4 separate regions of the Mus musculus genome follow, and all the other regions are linked to region 3. The links are chromatin contacts, called in public Hi-C, HiChIP or PLAC-seq and capture Hi-C maps. All regions are on one chromosome and are shown on one strand. Each heading gives the region's core, a stretch centred on a gene start, on an enhancer-like site or on the middle of the called end of the contact. The rest is flanking DNA. Distances are from core to core; before and after follow the strand shown. Region 1 holds the start of Plpp2 (phospholipid phosphatase 2). Region 2 holds the start of Cfap410 (cilia and flagella associated protein 410). Region 3 holds the start of Syde1 (synapse defective 1, Rho GTPase, homolog 1 (C. elegans)). Region 4 holds the start of Mier2 (MIER family member 2).

The links. Hi-C and Micro-C count contacts between places; a contact is called where the count stands out from the background. HiChIP or PLAC-seq counts read pairs in DNA pulled down with a chosen protein or histone mark. Capture Hi-C pulls out chosen DNA fragments and counts their contacts.
Region 1: a contact with region 3 is called in a capture Hi-C map of embryonic stem cells, with 4 times the contacts expected there. The contact joins the promoter of Plpp2 here to the promoter of Syde1 in region 3. A contact is called at or near these places in 1 of 39 promoter capture datasets (embryonic stem cells), 2 of 484 Hi-C or Micro-C datasets (both in embryonic stem cells), 10 of 115 datasets of contacts at active chromatin or transcription factors (bone marrow-derived macrophages, cardiomyocytes, craniofacial prominence and 4 more) and 1 of 9 other capture datasets (embryonic stem cells).
Region 2: a contact with region 3 is called in a Hi-C map of uterus. The contact joins the promoter of Cfap410 here to the promoter of Syde1 in region 3. A contact is called at or near these places in 1 of 484 Hi-C or Micro-C datasets (uterus), 2 of 115 datasets of contacts at active chromatin or transcription factors (large pre-B cells and pancreatic cancer cells) and 1 of 9 other capture datasets (liver).
Region 4: a contact with region 3 is called in an H3K4me3 HiChIP or PLAC-seq map of stem cell-derived neural progenitor cells, with 6 times the contacts expected there. The contact joins the promoter of Mier2 here to the promoter of Syde1 in region 3. A contact is called at or near these places in 2 of 39 promoter capture datasets (hippocampal neurons and liver), 1 of 484 Hi-C or Micro-C datasets (pancreatic cancer cells), 9 of 115 datasets of contacts at active chromatin or transcription factors (the 230-238 cell line, astrocytes, craniofacial prominence and 5 more) and 1 of 9 other capture datasets (embryonic stem cells).

The regions. Positions count from the first base shown.
Region 1 is chr10:79,531,768-79,535,365 of GRCm38.p6, forward strand. Plpp2 (phospholipid phosphatase 2) reads right to left here and starts at 2,020. Exons shown (of 6, transcript NM_015817.3): 1 at 1,857-2,020. The coding sequence starts at 1,908.
Region 2 is chr10:77,976,983-77,980,352 of GRCm38.p6, forward strand. Cfap410 (cilia and flagella associated protein 410) reads left to right here and starts at 1,668. Exons shown (of 7, transcript NM_026431.2): 1 at 1,668-1,799; 2 at 2,771-2,789. The coding sequence starts at 1,723.
Region 3 is chr10:78,589,951-78,593,426 of GRCm38.p6, forward strand. It overlaps Syde1 (synapse defective 1, Rho GTPase, homolog 1 (C. elegans)), which reads right to left and starts at 2,014. Exons shown (of 8, transcript NM_027875.1): 1 at 1,852-2,014; 2 at 1-293. The coding sequence starts at 1,939. It overlaps Gm30346 (a long non-coding RNA gene), which reads left to right and starts at 2,091. Exons shown (of 3, transcript XR_380602.2): 1 at 2,091-2,530.
Region 4 is chr10:79,552,990-79,556,619 of GRCm38.p6, forward strand. Mier2 (MIER family member 2) reads right to left here and starts at 2,139. Exons shown (of 14, transcript NM_001316699.1): 1 at 2,085-2,139. The coding sequence starts at 2,093.

The DNA of each region.
Region 1 (3,598 bases), core at 770-3,269, 940 kb after region 3:
GCACCTTGTTCTGCAGGCACAGGAACACAGACACCCCTAAAAGTGCCCTTTGCCCGTCAGCAGCAGGGAAGCTGGGTGTGGAGTGCGTGGCCCTCAGGTCCTGAATGCCAGGTGAACCCCAAGGGGAGACTCAACATTCAAAGGGGAAAAGGACTGGCCAGAATACAGTCCCTGATGTGGGCTGAGCCATCTCAGAGTCCAGAGAAGACATGATCCAGGAAAGTGCTAACATCATGAAGCTGAGAGGTACGGCCAAGAAGTAAGGAAACAGGAGCAGTGTCCCCTGGGAGGGGACACCTTCATAACAGTGAGAGAAGTCTTGAAGGAGAAGAGGTCAGAGGAGAAAGATGGCATAGGGGAGAGTGGGAGAGGAGAAGTGGAGGGAAGAGAAGGGGAAGAGGGGGAGAGGGGGAGAGCAGAGGAGAGGGGAGAGCAGAGGAGAGGGGAGAGCAGAGAAGAGGGAGAGAGGATGGAAGAGGGGGAGAGGAGGGGAGAGGGGGAGAGGAGGAGAGAGGGGTGAGGGGAAGAAGAGGGAAGAAGGGGAGAAGAGGGGAGAGGGGGAGAGCAAGGAGTGGAAAAGATGGGGGGAAAGGGGAGAGAGGAAGAGCAGGGAAGAGCAGGGAAGAACATGGAGATGGTTAGAGAGAAGATCAAAGAGAAGAGAGTATCAGAAAAGATGAGAGAGGAAAGAGGGGGTTCAGAGGAAATAGAGGAGCTGAGGTCAGAGGAGGATGTGAGAGATCAGGGGAAACACACATCTTCTGCATAGGAGGAGGTAAACTCCAAGGATCTGGTGGTAGAGAGCAACACTGAAGACAACTGAAGTTAGTGAATCCTCAGCAGACAAGCCAGGCAGACCACAGCTGTGCAAGGTCTGGACGAACCTAAAGCCCTGAACATGGCTGGGTTGCATGGCAGGTGTGGGCCAGGACACTGGCTCCCAGCTGTGTCCCCTCTTCTTCCTCCACCTGCAGTGGGTATTTGTAGGGTACTTTGTTCCCACCAACAGGAAAGGGCCTCCTTCACTCTGGCTGCAAGGCTTCCCTATCACCACCCAAAGTGTGCACTGACTCCAGTGTTCATTCAGCCACTCAGAGGCATAGGCCTCCTCCTGCTGCTGTGACTTCCCAGGTAGCTCCGCCCCTGGGGACTCAGGACTTTCCAAGGAAAAATGTAGACTATTTCCAAGTCCTGTAGTCCCTGGCATACAGTTAAAGCAACAGAAATGGTTCTACAAACCCATACACTTAAAAAGGGTGCCAATGGCTGAGGGGTGTCCCACGGGCTTTCTGGCTGCCAACGGGCCCAGCTAAAATGAGTATCCTTCCGGGATATGGAAGGTGGAAGGGGAGGGAGATGCAGAATGAAGGAAGATAGAGGCACCCCGTCACCGTCACCGCCTTGGGTTAGAATCCAGCCACTGTCCCCTGGGCCCCAACGAACACTTGGCCTTTGTTCGAGCCTGGGGGGTTCGGGACGCTCCTCCCAGCGGCCTGAACCGGAATGGCAGGTTTGTCTGTGCGAGCCTAGCTGTCCCCGCCTCCCGAGGGCACAGTGCTGGACCTTGGCCATGGGTCACTGGCCTGCAGGGTCTTGGTTCTGCCCCGCCCGTGTGAGTCACATCGCTCCGCGGCACTCGAGCGACTTCCTGCTGCCAGGACCCTCCACCCAGGAACAGCTACAGGTAGACAGGCAGCCCCGATCCCGCCAGGAGCCCAGGAGGGCTGGCGGGGTGCTCACAGGGAAGTGTAAAGCATTGGTCACCATCGTCCGCATCTCTAACGCACACTGGCCAGAGGGACCGAGGGAGTGTGCACCTGGGAAAAAGTCCCCGCACCCGGGGCTGAGGCTCTTACCGACCAACACGCACAGCACGTCCAGCAGCACGAAGACCCACCTCCGCTCCATGTCGCCCCGGCCCAGGGACGCCCGCGACCCCCGCTTGCCCCAGCTGTCCCGGCAGCCCCAGGATCACATGGCGGTGGAGACTGCCGGACCCAGGGAAAGGGCAGGGCTTGACGAAAGGGCCCGGGCGAGGCGGAGGCGGGGCTGAGGGAGGGCGTGGCATGAAGAGAAAGTGCGGAGGCGGGAGGGCAGGAGAGGGCGGAGGCCCTGAGGGGTGTGTTTGCCACCTTGACCCGGGCGCGCAGGGGCAGGGGCTGGGATGGGCGGGTGTGGGAGCGTGTCTCAGGACAAACTGAAGTCCCCTATTTGGGAGGGATCTCCAAGCTGGGATCCGAGAATCTCAGGGCTGAGAACAAGACTCAGAAGTGTTGACTGGGGTCTCCATGCAGAAAGGAGTCTTCCAGCTGGGAGGGGCCACCAGAACTCAAGACTGTAGGCTGGAGGTCACCCAGGTGTCCCCAACACTTGGGCGGGGTTCTGCAGTGATAATGCAGAGTTGCAGAGAGGGCAAGCCGACAACCGCCTGGGCAGCACTCCTAAGTTGATCTCAACCTTTCCAGAGGAGGGCACCTGTGCTGGACACAGTGACACTTCTAAACCCATAAGTACCTTAGCATGGGATGACCAAACTCAGGCAGAAGCCCACCTTCCCTCTAAAGTAGCATCTTGTAGTTGCTGTCAGGTTGGAAGGTTTCAAGACCCTTCATGGTGGGAAGGTCAGGATCATGCCTTAACACAGGCTGTATCCACTCTAGAGAATGCCACAGAGATTCTGAAATTGACCTATGATGGGTGGGACCCAGCCTACCCTGTTCAGGGGGTGTCCTGAGACCCTGGGCCAGGGACACTTGGGAGCCAAGGGCATGTAGACTCTGGAAAGAAAGGCCAGGATCTCCAAAACCCACACTGAATCCTTTGTAAGAGGCCACAGCGTGAAGCCTCCACTCCAGAGACTCCAGCTCCTTGATGCCTCCACGGAGGCCACACTCAGAGCCAGTCAGACCTTCCTCCACCACAAGGTTGACTTGAGTCCAGGATGTTTGAGACTTGAGGGCAGGGAAGGTCAGGAAAGAGACAACCCCTTGCTGAAGGTCCAAAAGGTCTCCCCTGACCTTCTCTCCTGCAGGATGTCACCTAGGCAGAGTTGACCTGAGAGGTCCTCAGAGAACCCAAGTGCCTGTGCTTTGGTGCTGGGGGGGAGCAGCATGCAGTGACCTGTTCGGGGTAAGGGAGGGTCCCTGCATCCTAGAAAGTGGCCTATAAAATGGGCAGGCAGAGCTTTCAATACACTGTAACCTGTGCTACACACAGGACTGGACAAGGACTGTGCAGAAACCTGGCTTCAGGTCTTCATTCATGTCCCTCCCCCATGCCTACCTGACACCTATGTGGCAGGTCTGACCCTTTAAAGACAAGGGCAGGCTGGGCTCTGGTGAGAGGACACTAACTGAAGCAGAGGTCCCCAACGCCAGCATTCAACCTCACATCCACCCATATGTCTATAGCACATGGACTCAGAGGTGCCAAAGTCACCCTACCATATGTGTGACATGTCCCCCTAGCTCCTGACAGTTCATATGACCAGTGGCATCTGTAATACCCCCTTTAACCGCTGTTTACTGGGACCTAACCATAGGAAAGTCTTAGCAGGTCAGGGCAGCACTGAGTACCTACTATGTGCTGAAAGGAGAGC
Region 2 (3,370 bases), core at 418-2,917, 610 kb before region 3:
AAGTGAACCCAAGCTGAACAGGGTAGCAACTCCACACTTCCCCATCCGCCTTCAACTCTGACACTTGATACAATGTGATACAATGTAACACAATGTAATACAATTTGATACTACAACTCCACCACAGGTCTCTCCAGGACAAACGGGCAGAGTGGGCAATGCCCACCTCCTGTCAAACACTCCTCAAAGTCTTAGCTCCTTTGCCATCATCCATGTCCTTCTGGCCTCCATTGGAGCGGCCAGCAGACCTCTTTAAACGTGGCTGAACTGAGCCTATAAAATTCTTCCCACCACACTGGTGGCTAAGCTGTATCTCTCAGCTCAGGCCTTATTGTTCCTGATGGTAATGAATGGCCCGCCAGAGGCTAAATCTTCAGCGTCCGCTCTCTTTCCACTGTGGGTTCCAGGGTGCAAACTATGGTTTTTAGGTTTGTGCGTCCAGTACTGTTACCTACTGAACCATTTCACTTGTTTTTGGTAAAGGCAGACCAGGGTGGTCAGACAGACAATAGAGCCCTAGAATACTTCATCAAGGGCAGTTTATTACCTAAAGGGCCTGAAGTACCCAGTGCCTGTCCCGGTGTAATCTGTAGGATAGAAAAAGATATGAAGATTTCAACCTACAATCTTTCGTTTTGTTTTCTTCTGGAGATCTGTTTTCTCCAGAAGAAAACAAAACAAAAATTCATTTGTGATTACTTAAAATGCACACTGACAACCACAGGCACAGTACTGACTTTCAAAAACATAACGTCTATTTTCTATTTGTTTGTTTGTTTGTTTGTTTTTAAGGTTTTTGTTTTGTTCGTTTTGTTTTTCTACATATGAGTGTTATGCTTGCATGTGTGTGCAACCCAAGTGACCTGTCTGGTGCGCAAGGAGGCCAAAAGAGGGGCATTGAGTCCCCTGGAACTAGAGTTACATAAGGTTGTGATCCGGCCATATGAGTGCCCTGGAAAAGCAGCCAGCGCTCTTAACTGTTTCTTCAGTCCCTCCCCAAGCCCCCACTACTCGGCTTTGTCTTTTGAGATAATGTCTGTATGAGCCAGTCTTGCCAGAAACTGGCTCAGGCAATCCTCCTGCCTCAGCCTCTGAGTGCATCAATTACAAGTGTCAGTCATCGTCTGGTTGTGGATTAGCTGTTATGTAACACAAATCCCCGATTTGGGGTCAAGCAGAAATGGGTGAGGGCTCAGTGGTGACCAGGGCCATGGCAGGGATTAGGATCCGGAGCAAGCATGCCAGGAGGGTTTCTGCTGGCATCCACTACGAGGACTCTGTCACCCTTCCCGACTCGACCTTTTCTGTCCTCGATGTCTCCGAGACCAGCCAGGCGTCCCGAGTCCCTCACACACCGGCGCCTTTCTCACCCAAGCCAGCCCATCTCAGACTCTTGCACACTGGAATCCTAAGGGCCGCCCTTCCCGCGCACGCAAACACGGGATGCAGAGACCAGCGGTCCCCAGGCAGCAAAGCCCGGAGCCTCGTGCATGCGCAGGACCGGCGGGCCGCCAAAGGGGCGGGGCGGAATCGCGTATCACGGAAGTCGGGCCGTCCCGCTTCGCCGGCGCGCTTCCGCCCTCTCGCCTGACTGCCAATGGGACCTCAGGCTCCGCCCCTAGAAACGCGGGCCCCGCCCCTGGAGACGCGCCGCTGCGCAGGCCTCTCCCGCTAGCCGAGTGTACAGCGGAGGGCGGCCGGGCCCGCGGCCCTGTGGCCACCATGAAGCTGACACGAAAGATGGTCCTGTCCCGAGCCAAGGCTTCGGAGCTGCACAACGTGCGGAAGCTCAACTGCTGGTGAGGCCGGCCAGGAGCGGGAGGAAGCAGAGGCCGCGCTGAGCGCCTGCTACCCCAGGCTAGCTAGGTTGCAGGCTCACTCTGAGGCCAGTGCTTCAGAGGAGTGCGGCCCTCGCAGGATAACTAGAATTTCCCTCTAGTGTTGCTGAGGGCTTTTCGCTAACCCTCTGTGTCTGTGTCTGGTATCTGAAGACAGAGGTGCTTAGTGGCATGTCTACAGGGAGAGACTGAGGTTGTAAAGTCATGATCCGGTGCTGGAGAGGGTGACCTGGTATGAGTGACAGCCTAGACCTTAGATGCTATTATATGGATGCACTCTAAGTTGCATGGCTGAGTCACACTAATACTGAAAGCCCCGGGCTTCTGGAGGAGTTTGTATCTGGCGTGTGGAAGAGCTACAGGTGTCTCTGGGGACTGGGGTGGGATGCTGTGGCCAGAGCATTTAGCAGTGGCAGAGCAAGTGCAGACCCCTGCTTCTAGTAATGGTCAGTGGGCTACTGGAAAGAGTGAGCTTTGTTAATTAAAAGCCTTTCCCTGCCCTGGCACATCTGGTGTTGGGGCCACAGTCCTCCCTGTCCTGGGTTTTCAATAATGCCTTTCTTTGTCGAGCCAGCGAGCACATCAGGGCTTCCTCTGTGCAAGCAGAAACAACACACATTGCAGGCCCGTGAAGTTTGCTTCAGAAGTTGCATGACCGGCCTTTGAGCTTGGCCTCTTATGAAGATCCCTTTGTTTATGTGTGTGACTGGAAAGAGCTTTCTGCTATGGGAGCCTGAGAGGAGAAAACTGTGTACCCCCATGCACCAAGCAGGGAGTATTGGCAGAAACCAACCTCACCCTTATTTGGGCAACCAGCCTTCCTTACTGTTCCGAATGTAGAATCTTTAGATTTATAGACAATTGCCATTTCTTTGGGGATTTTTAAAATATTTTCATTCAACAAATTAAAGTCTATTTCTTTTCTTCTCCAGGGGCAGCCAGCTCACAGATGTAAGCTCTGCCTTGATTGTATCTTCTTCCGGATGCCCCTTCCCCCAGAAGAATAGCTAAAGTTACAGAACTGTGATCTTCAGCTCAGTGCCGTGTCACTTGCTAGACCTGCACAGAGGAAAACAGAGTCAAAGCTCTGCCTTGAGAGGAGTCCCTGGTGGTGATTTCCCTCAAGGACATCAACAGGGGCACTCTGCATGGCCTTCCTCAGCTTCAGGAGGCGACACCCCAACCCCACCCGAAATGACAGGCAGCTGGGACTGTGGAGCCCACAGCCCAGGTCTGATCCACAGATCTGATGGTGTGTCGTGGCCAAACTTAACTGCAGTTCTGTCTGCCTTGAGCCCAGAACCATTGGCAAGGAGAGTGTCTGTCCTTTCTTTGTGCCTCAGGGGCAGCAAGGAGAAAGGGTTGTGTATCTGTCTCAGGGTGGGAAACCACAAGATCCTTGGCCAGGCGTCCTCAGAGGGTATTGACTGTAATGATGTTCTGTGTTAGACACAGAACTGTTGTAAACTGCCAGGTAGAAACACCCAGTGTAGAACACCCCAAGAGCAGGCTGGGCCACAGAGACCAGCATG
Region 3 (3,476 bases), core at 764-3,263:
GGGCTCAGGTGCGGGTGGTCTGGGGTCTTCTTCAGGGATGGGGTTGTACCAAATCTCACCAGCAGGCTCCCCACTGCTAGGTGTCCTAGGCCCCAAAGAGATCTCCTCTGGTGGTTTAGCCCCTCCTAGCACCCATCGGCGGCTACTGGGCTCCAGGCTTTGCAGGTAGGCCCCCCGAGTGGGGCTTCGAGGTGTCTCGGGGCTGGGTGGTACCTCTGCTCCAGCCTGAGACCCTTCAAGGACACGAGGTTCTGGTTCTGGGGGTTTGGGCTCTGAGCGCTGGGCTGGGTGGCCTGGTGGAGAATGAAGATGGTAAGACCCAACTCTCAAGTTCCCAGAGGTCCAGGGAGGCAGTCTAGCTAATTGGCTTCAGCCCTCACTTCACATAACCAATCGACAGCAAGGAAGCTCTTTGCTAGCCTGGAGCCACTGCCTCCTTTGGAACCAGCTGTTTTGTTTGGTCCTAGCAGCTAGCTAATACTTTTGCAGTCCTAGCTTCAAGGTCCCCTGCCCTAGCCCCTAGTAATGCAAAAGGGACTGTGAATCAGCCTCAAGAGTCCAGGTCAAATGTCCTTGGAACCTCAGGACATTTCGGCTCTGTCACCCCTCTCCCAGACATTCCATTAATCCTAGAATCTTACGCCTGCCCCTTCTCATTGAGTGGCCTTGAGCAAGGCATTTTTCCTGATGCTCCATGTCTTGTTTATGAGGAGATTCAGTATTATCATATTCTCTTCTCGACCCCCTTCCAGCTTGGAGCTCAGTGTGAGAAGCAACTTTAGACAATAGGATCTGTAGCCCTGCTCAAGGCCCTAGTAGCTGCTGCTGGGAAGGCAGGGCAGGGAACGCTGGTTTCTTTTTCATTCAGCACCCTTTTCCCATTTCCCAAATCCTGCCCACAAGTTCTCTTGGATCTTGCCCCTCAGCCCAAGCCAGATTTCTACAGTCAGTGCCCCGTTACCCCGCCCCCCTTATCTTGGCTCTACTTTCTCTGACATCATGGTCGATTTCCTGTGTGTGTTTATGTGTGGGCACCCGGATCCCTTCTCTGGCCCTGGGACCCTTGGGATGCCCTGGGAACGGCCCGGGAGGAAGAGTCAGGTCCTTGGTATAGTGGCCTCCCTCCTTTAACTGCTTCCTTCCGAAGCCCCCTACCCATACAGCTTTCGTTCCTTTCCATTTCATTCTTGCTGTCTGTGGACCCCCAGATTTAAGGATCTTCTATTTCCACCCTTTGGCCCTCTGTTTCAGGTCTCTGTCATCAGTAGCATAGTCCAGAGGATTGTTTAAAGTCAGTTCACAGGCCCGGGACAAATCACCCAACAACCACGTGCCTCAGTTTCTCTGTCTTAATAAACAGGACGGTTTCTTGGGGCTGGCCACAGTAGGTGCGGCTGCAGCCTCTGGAGCGATGGTGGCATGGAATTGGGGAAAAGACTGCAATAATAAATATAACCCCGCACGACCTCTCTTTAGTACAGGAGTGTGTACCCAGGAGAGGTGCCCACCACCCAGCCATGTCGATGCCACACAGCTGTCCTCACCTCCCGCCCCTGCCCCGCCACTCTCTGGGCGCCCCTTCGAGGCCCCATTTCCTGTCAGGGGTGAGGCCCCCCTGCGGGGCCTTGCAAGGATCCCTGGGGCTGGCATCTCAGGCCAGCTGCACATAACGGTCCGTGCCCCCCGCCCCAGCCCCCCAGCCTTACAAAGATCCGGTGCATATTCCTCTCTTGCATCAGGGCTCGCTCCCGGCTTACCCACTAGGTCCCGCTGCGTACCCTACCGGGGACCTGGGGATCTGAGGCTGAGTGGGGCTCCCTTCTCTTACTTTCCGAGAGTCCCCGCACTCACCGCGGTCCTTGGCTTCTGACTTTTTTCGAGGAAGTTTCTCACGACCCCGCAGGCGGGAGAAGGTCTTCCTGAGCAGCGGCTCGGCCATGCTTGGGCCGCGGCCGGCCGAGTGCGCGCCCCGGGGCTGCGGCCGCCCGCCCCGCCCGCCTACCCCCCCCCCCCCACCGGCCCGCTCCAGCAGGAAGCGCATTCCGGGAATGCTTGGCCTTAACTTTTTTTTTTTTTTTTTCTTTTCCTTTCCCGCGGCCCGAGCAGGCGATGCTGGGAGATGTAGTCGCCTGGGGCCGGGAGGGGACATGATGGGGTGCTGGGCTGATCTAACTCTTCAACTATGAATGTCATGGCATAGGCTGGGCCCCCCATAACCATCCTCCTTGTGTGATGGCATGCAGCACATTCTGTCGGCTCCCCCAAACCGCATCCAAGGCACACATCAGCTCATGTCTTTCCTCCTGTCCGTCCATCCATCCCCACATCACCCAGTACCTCGACCACGATCTTTCCTTGGGAACCCCAAATGCCCCCAACTCAAGTTACTATTGCTGCTTATTGACCCTCAAGCTTAGTGGTTTCAGACAGCCGGGATGCTCACTGTCAGGAACATGGACGCGATATAGACGATGCAGTCTGCTGATCTCTACTCAGTCGAGAACACAGCAAGGATAGGTGTATCTCGAAAGTAAGTGGTGAAATCGGAGGTTGTATTATTATTTTTTATTTAGTACTGAAATACCGGAGGCTGGACAACTTTCTAAAGTAGACTGAGTTCATGTTGATGTCCTAGCAGCACTCCTTAAGACAGGAAGAGAAAAAAAAATCTTAGGTTTGGGCTGATTCTTACAACTTAAGTTTACTTTTTATTATGAATATGTGTGTGCTTCTGTGTGTATGGCACATGGATCGGGGTGTGTGTGTGGGTGCCCAGAAACGGCTGGGAAACAAGCACTTTTAACTGCTAATTTGGTCTCACAGAACCGTCTTCTGAAGGCCAACTCCCGCCGATAGGCTCCTTTCACCATGACTAGCCTATTAACAGGGCCACATAGAGGACTAAACTTTCAACACATGAACTGTGGCACAACTAAAGTTCAGGTCTCTTAACTGGTGCCAGACACAGGCTGGACCTCCACTGGGATAGTGGACTAAGCACCTATGTGGACACCTCTGTGTCCTTGGCTTCCTCCCAGTTCAGTAGTTTTGTGGTAATTGGTGGGTATGCAGGCGTCTAAAAGTTAAGAGTGCAGATGAGTAGAAGGAAGACCTGCCCAGCTTTGCTTATCCAGGCACATGTGGGAGGAGAAACTGTGGTGCTGCAATAGTTTGAAAAGATCTAGTACATTCTAAGAGACTGGAACTTTTGCTAGACCTTACAGCCAGAGATAATACCACACCTGGAAGTCACCCACGACTGCTAGCCTCCTATGTACTCATTGAGTAAGAGAACAATGTAGCAATCAACTCTACTTGTTTTGGATTTCCCATGCAATCAACTTCTTACAACCTATAATGTAATGCATACCTGGACTCTTAGATTAGGTACTCTTCCCGGCCCCTCACTCAGATAATGCACACGAAAGCAACACTTGCAGAAGCAGAAGCAACTTTCTACCAAAAAAACGTCGAAA
Region 4 (3,630 bases), core at 889-3,388, 960 kb after region 3:
GCCTGCTCCTTGCCAACTGGGCCAAGTTCATCTCCAGGTGACCCTCAAGGTCCCCAAGACTGACTAAGGCATAGATACCATCAGGGTCACTGGACAACCAGGCACATCACTTTAATGCCGCTTTAAAGGGGGGTTTCCAAGGCCCTATTTCCCCATGTTGGGAAAACTCAAAGACCAGCAAAGTCCCTGAGATCTCTATGTCAGGAGGAAGCAGGGAGTCCAGCCTAAGATGATCCAGGTGACAACAGGACAAACACTTAAAGGCTGGTCCCCAAGCAAGAGGCAAGAAGGTCCCCCAGCAAGGTGTCTGAGAATAGAGGATACAAAGTAAGTTAGCATGGATACCGCCACCCTGCCTTCTTAGCTAGGAGCCTGGACACAGCACTGGTAGCACCCCCCAGGCAGGTCTCCCAGGGAGACTCCGGCACCCAGATCTAGCCAGACTGAGACTACAGAAGGAAAGGTACTCGCTCAGGAAGCCGCATCCCTCGATTCCACCTAGCATCTTTTGGAGCACAGACTCCAAGCTGTGAGGAAGCCCAAGCCACACAGAGACCTCACGAATAGGGTTGTAGCCCACACCCCAAAGGGGCAGAGGTTTCAACATTAACTCCTACAAACTGCAACCCACAAAGGACCCCAAGAATTATGAGAGGTCAGAACAAGTGAATACTGAGTTGTCAGAGAGCATTCTCAAGAGAAATGACCCACATCCACACCTAGGCAAGGGCCCCGTGCCCCTGGTGTCCCAGCCTCGCCCCTCCACCGTGGCAGCTAGGACATCCCGAGAGACGGGTTCAGCCTGTCTCCACCCACATGGAGCTAGGACATGGGACAAACAAGGGAGCTAAACCAAGGGACAGGAATGAAGAAAACGGGTGGGAGCTGGGCAGCTGGGGTCAGAGGTGGCGTCCTAGAGACCAGATGAAGTGGGACAACTGACAGGCAACTCTGTAGGAATTCCGACTACAAGAAAGAAACCCAGGGGCTGGATGGTCTCATGAGGACTGCAAAGGATAGGCACAGCGAAGAGGTGTGGCTTAGACTAAGAACGGGACAAGCCACCAGCTCAAAGAGATGGCTGAGACACACACTAACCAAGTAGCTGACACTGAGGACTTCTATGTAACCACTGCCACTTTCATGAGTTCAAAACATGGATGCAGCAAAACACCCTCTCAGTTATAGAAAGGCACCACCAGGTTCCCACTTAAGATGAGGAAACTGAGGCAGAACCCTTCCAAATCCTAGACTCCAGGAGAGCACGTAAGCACAGGCTGGGGAGTCTCCACCACCCATGCCACACAGGGCAGAGCAGCCCAAGAGCACCCACTTGGCCGCCATGCCCCAAAAGGGGTATCGGTTGATCTATCTTGTCTTCAGAAGGTCTGCTTCCCCAAAGGCCCCCTAAAGAAGGAACTAAACCCCTAAGAACCCTCTGAGTCAACCAGCCAGAGTTGTCCAACGGGGCCCCCAGATCCCGACCCTGTGGCCCACGCGCGGGCCTGTTGCTGCCCCAAGCTGCCCCACTCGCGCACTGTGCAGAGTTCCAGTACCGGAGTGGCGGATTCGCAGCGCGTCGCTGGGGGCTGGTCCCGGAGTTCAGCGGCCGCACCCCGAGGTGCAGGTCAGCTCTGGGCTGTGCGCCGCAGCCCCGCACCCGCGGGGAGGCCCGCGCTCTCGCTCCCACAGCCAGACGAACTCCACGCGCGAAACTTTCCGCTCGCAGAGAGCCGCCGACTCCGCGCCCTGCTCATCCCCAACGCGCCGGAATGCGGTCCCCGCGCCGCCGTCCCAGACGCCAGCGCCGCACACCCACCCGGTCCGCGGCGCCCTCCCGCCGCGCGGCCCCGGGTCTCGGCCCCGCACCCGGCCGCCCGCGCCTCGCGCCCCTCCCCCCCGCCCGCCCGCGCATGCGCACCATAGCCGAGATGGGGAAGGGGGGTCGTCGGGCGCCCACGGGGCTCATGCTCCGCCCGGTAATAGTGGGGAGGCTCGAGGCGCTCGGACTGGGAGAGCACGGGCCGGACCAGGTCGACCCAGGGCAGTGTGTGGGAGGGGCCGCTACCCAGCCGCTCACTCACCTCCGCCATGGCCGAGCGTGCGCGCGGGAGGCGGCGGCCGCGCGGGTCCCCGGATGCGGTGCCGCGCGCTTATTGGCGGAGGAGCTGGGAGGCGGAGTGGGGCGGGGCCGCAGGAGGCGCGTAGTAGGTGTGCTGGCGAGGAGCGGAGATCTATAGCCTGGGTCCGGTGTACCCCACGCCCGTACATCAGCCAATCAGCTGATTCCTGTGTGTCCACAGGTGAGGGAGATGGCGCAAACAGGGAACAAGCCACAGGTGAAGAACAGTCTACAAGTGAAGAGGTTCCACAGGTGAGGGGACAATCTAGCAGTGAGGGGTTTGGGTCCCGAAGTGAAATGGGTATGGTCTGGAGGTGAGGGGAAGGTCCAGAAGTGATGGGGAATGGACTAGAGGTGAGAGGGGATAGTCCAGAGATGAAGGGGAGGATGTCTTGAAATGAGGGAGAATGAGATGAAACAACTGACAGGTGAGGGATGGTCTAGGGGTGAGGGGGTGGTCCTGAGGTGAAGGACACTGGTACAGAGAGCAGGGCATGAGAGCCTCCAGAACAGGTGCACAAACCTGACTTTCGCTGTCAGGAGGGTGCAGACAGAATGGGAGAGGCAGACCGGTGGGCAGACCTAGGCTTGCAGAGGTGAAGGCCTCTGGTCTACACAAGTCACCAAATGACTCTTCCTTCCCTCTGGGGCCAGGACCAAGCTGGGAGGTGAAGGCACCACTAAGGTTCAAGCACAAAAGCTGTCTCCCACCCCTGAGGATTTGCCCAAGACAGAAAGTCTGCCCCCTGCTCGTTTGGTGGGTTCATCATTCCATGAACCTGAGTCAGTCAGTCCTAACCCAAAAAGAGAACTGTGACAAGGATCACTAGAGAAAGCCAGGCATGGTCGCCCATACTTGTAACTCCAGTGCCCAGGAGGCTGAGGCATGAGAGTTACTATCAGTTTGAGGCTAGCATGGGCTTTGGAGCGAGACCCTGCCTCAAGAAACCAAGCTACTGGGTATGGTGCCACAAGCCTTTAATCCCAGCACTCAGAAGTCAGAGGCAAACAGGTCTCTGTGAGTTGGAGGTCTATGTAGCAAGTTCTGGGACAACCTTGGCTACGTAGTAAGACCCTATATGTGTCAAGACAAACAACAATAGCAAACACACACAAATTAACCAATTACCAAAGGTTAAGCAATTGGATGAATGGATGAGCAGAAAGATTCTTCAAGGTTAGGGCTTTCTTTCCCATGGACCTGATAGTTGCAATGGGGAACTGAGGTGACCTTTCAGCCAGCTGGGAAATATGAGCATCATTAGGGGAGGTGGACACTCAGCATTTCCTCAGGTGATGCCTAGACAACATCTCTCATCCAGGCCAGAGTTCAGAAACTGTTGACAGAAGTGTGGGCTCCAGACCCAGCCTAAAAGGGAAGGTCCCGCTCAATGGTGAGACTGTGTTCTTCAGAAGTGTCAGAGGAGAGAGAACTGTAGAAGCCTCCAAGTTCCATCAACAACACTCAGTACTTGATAGTTAATGACCCACAAAACAAGGGAAGTGCC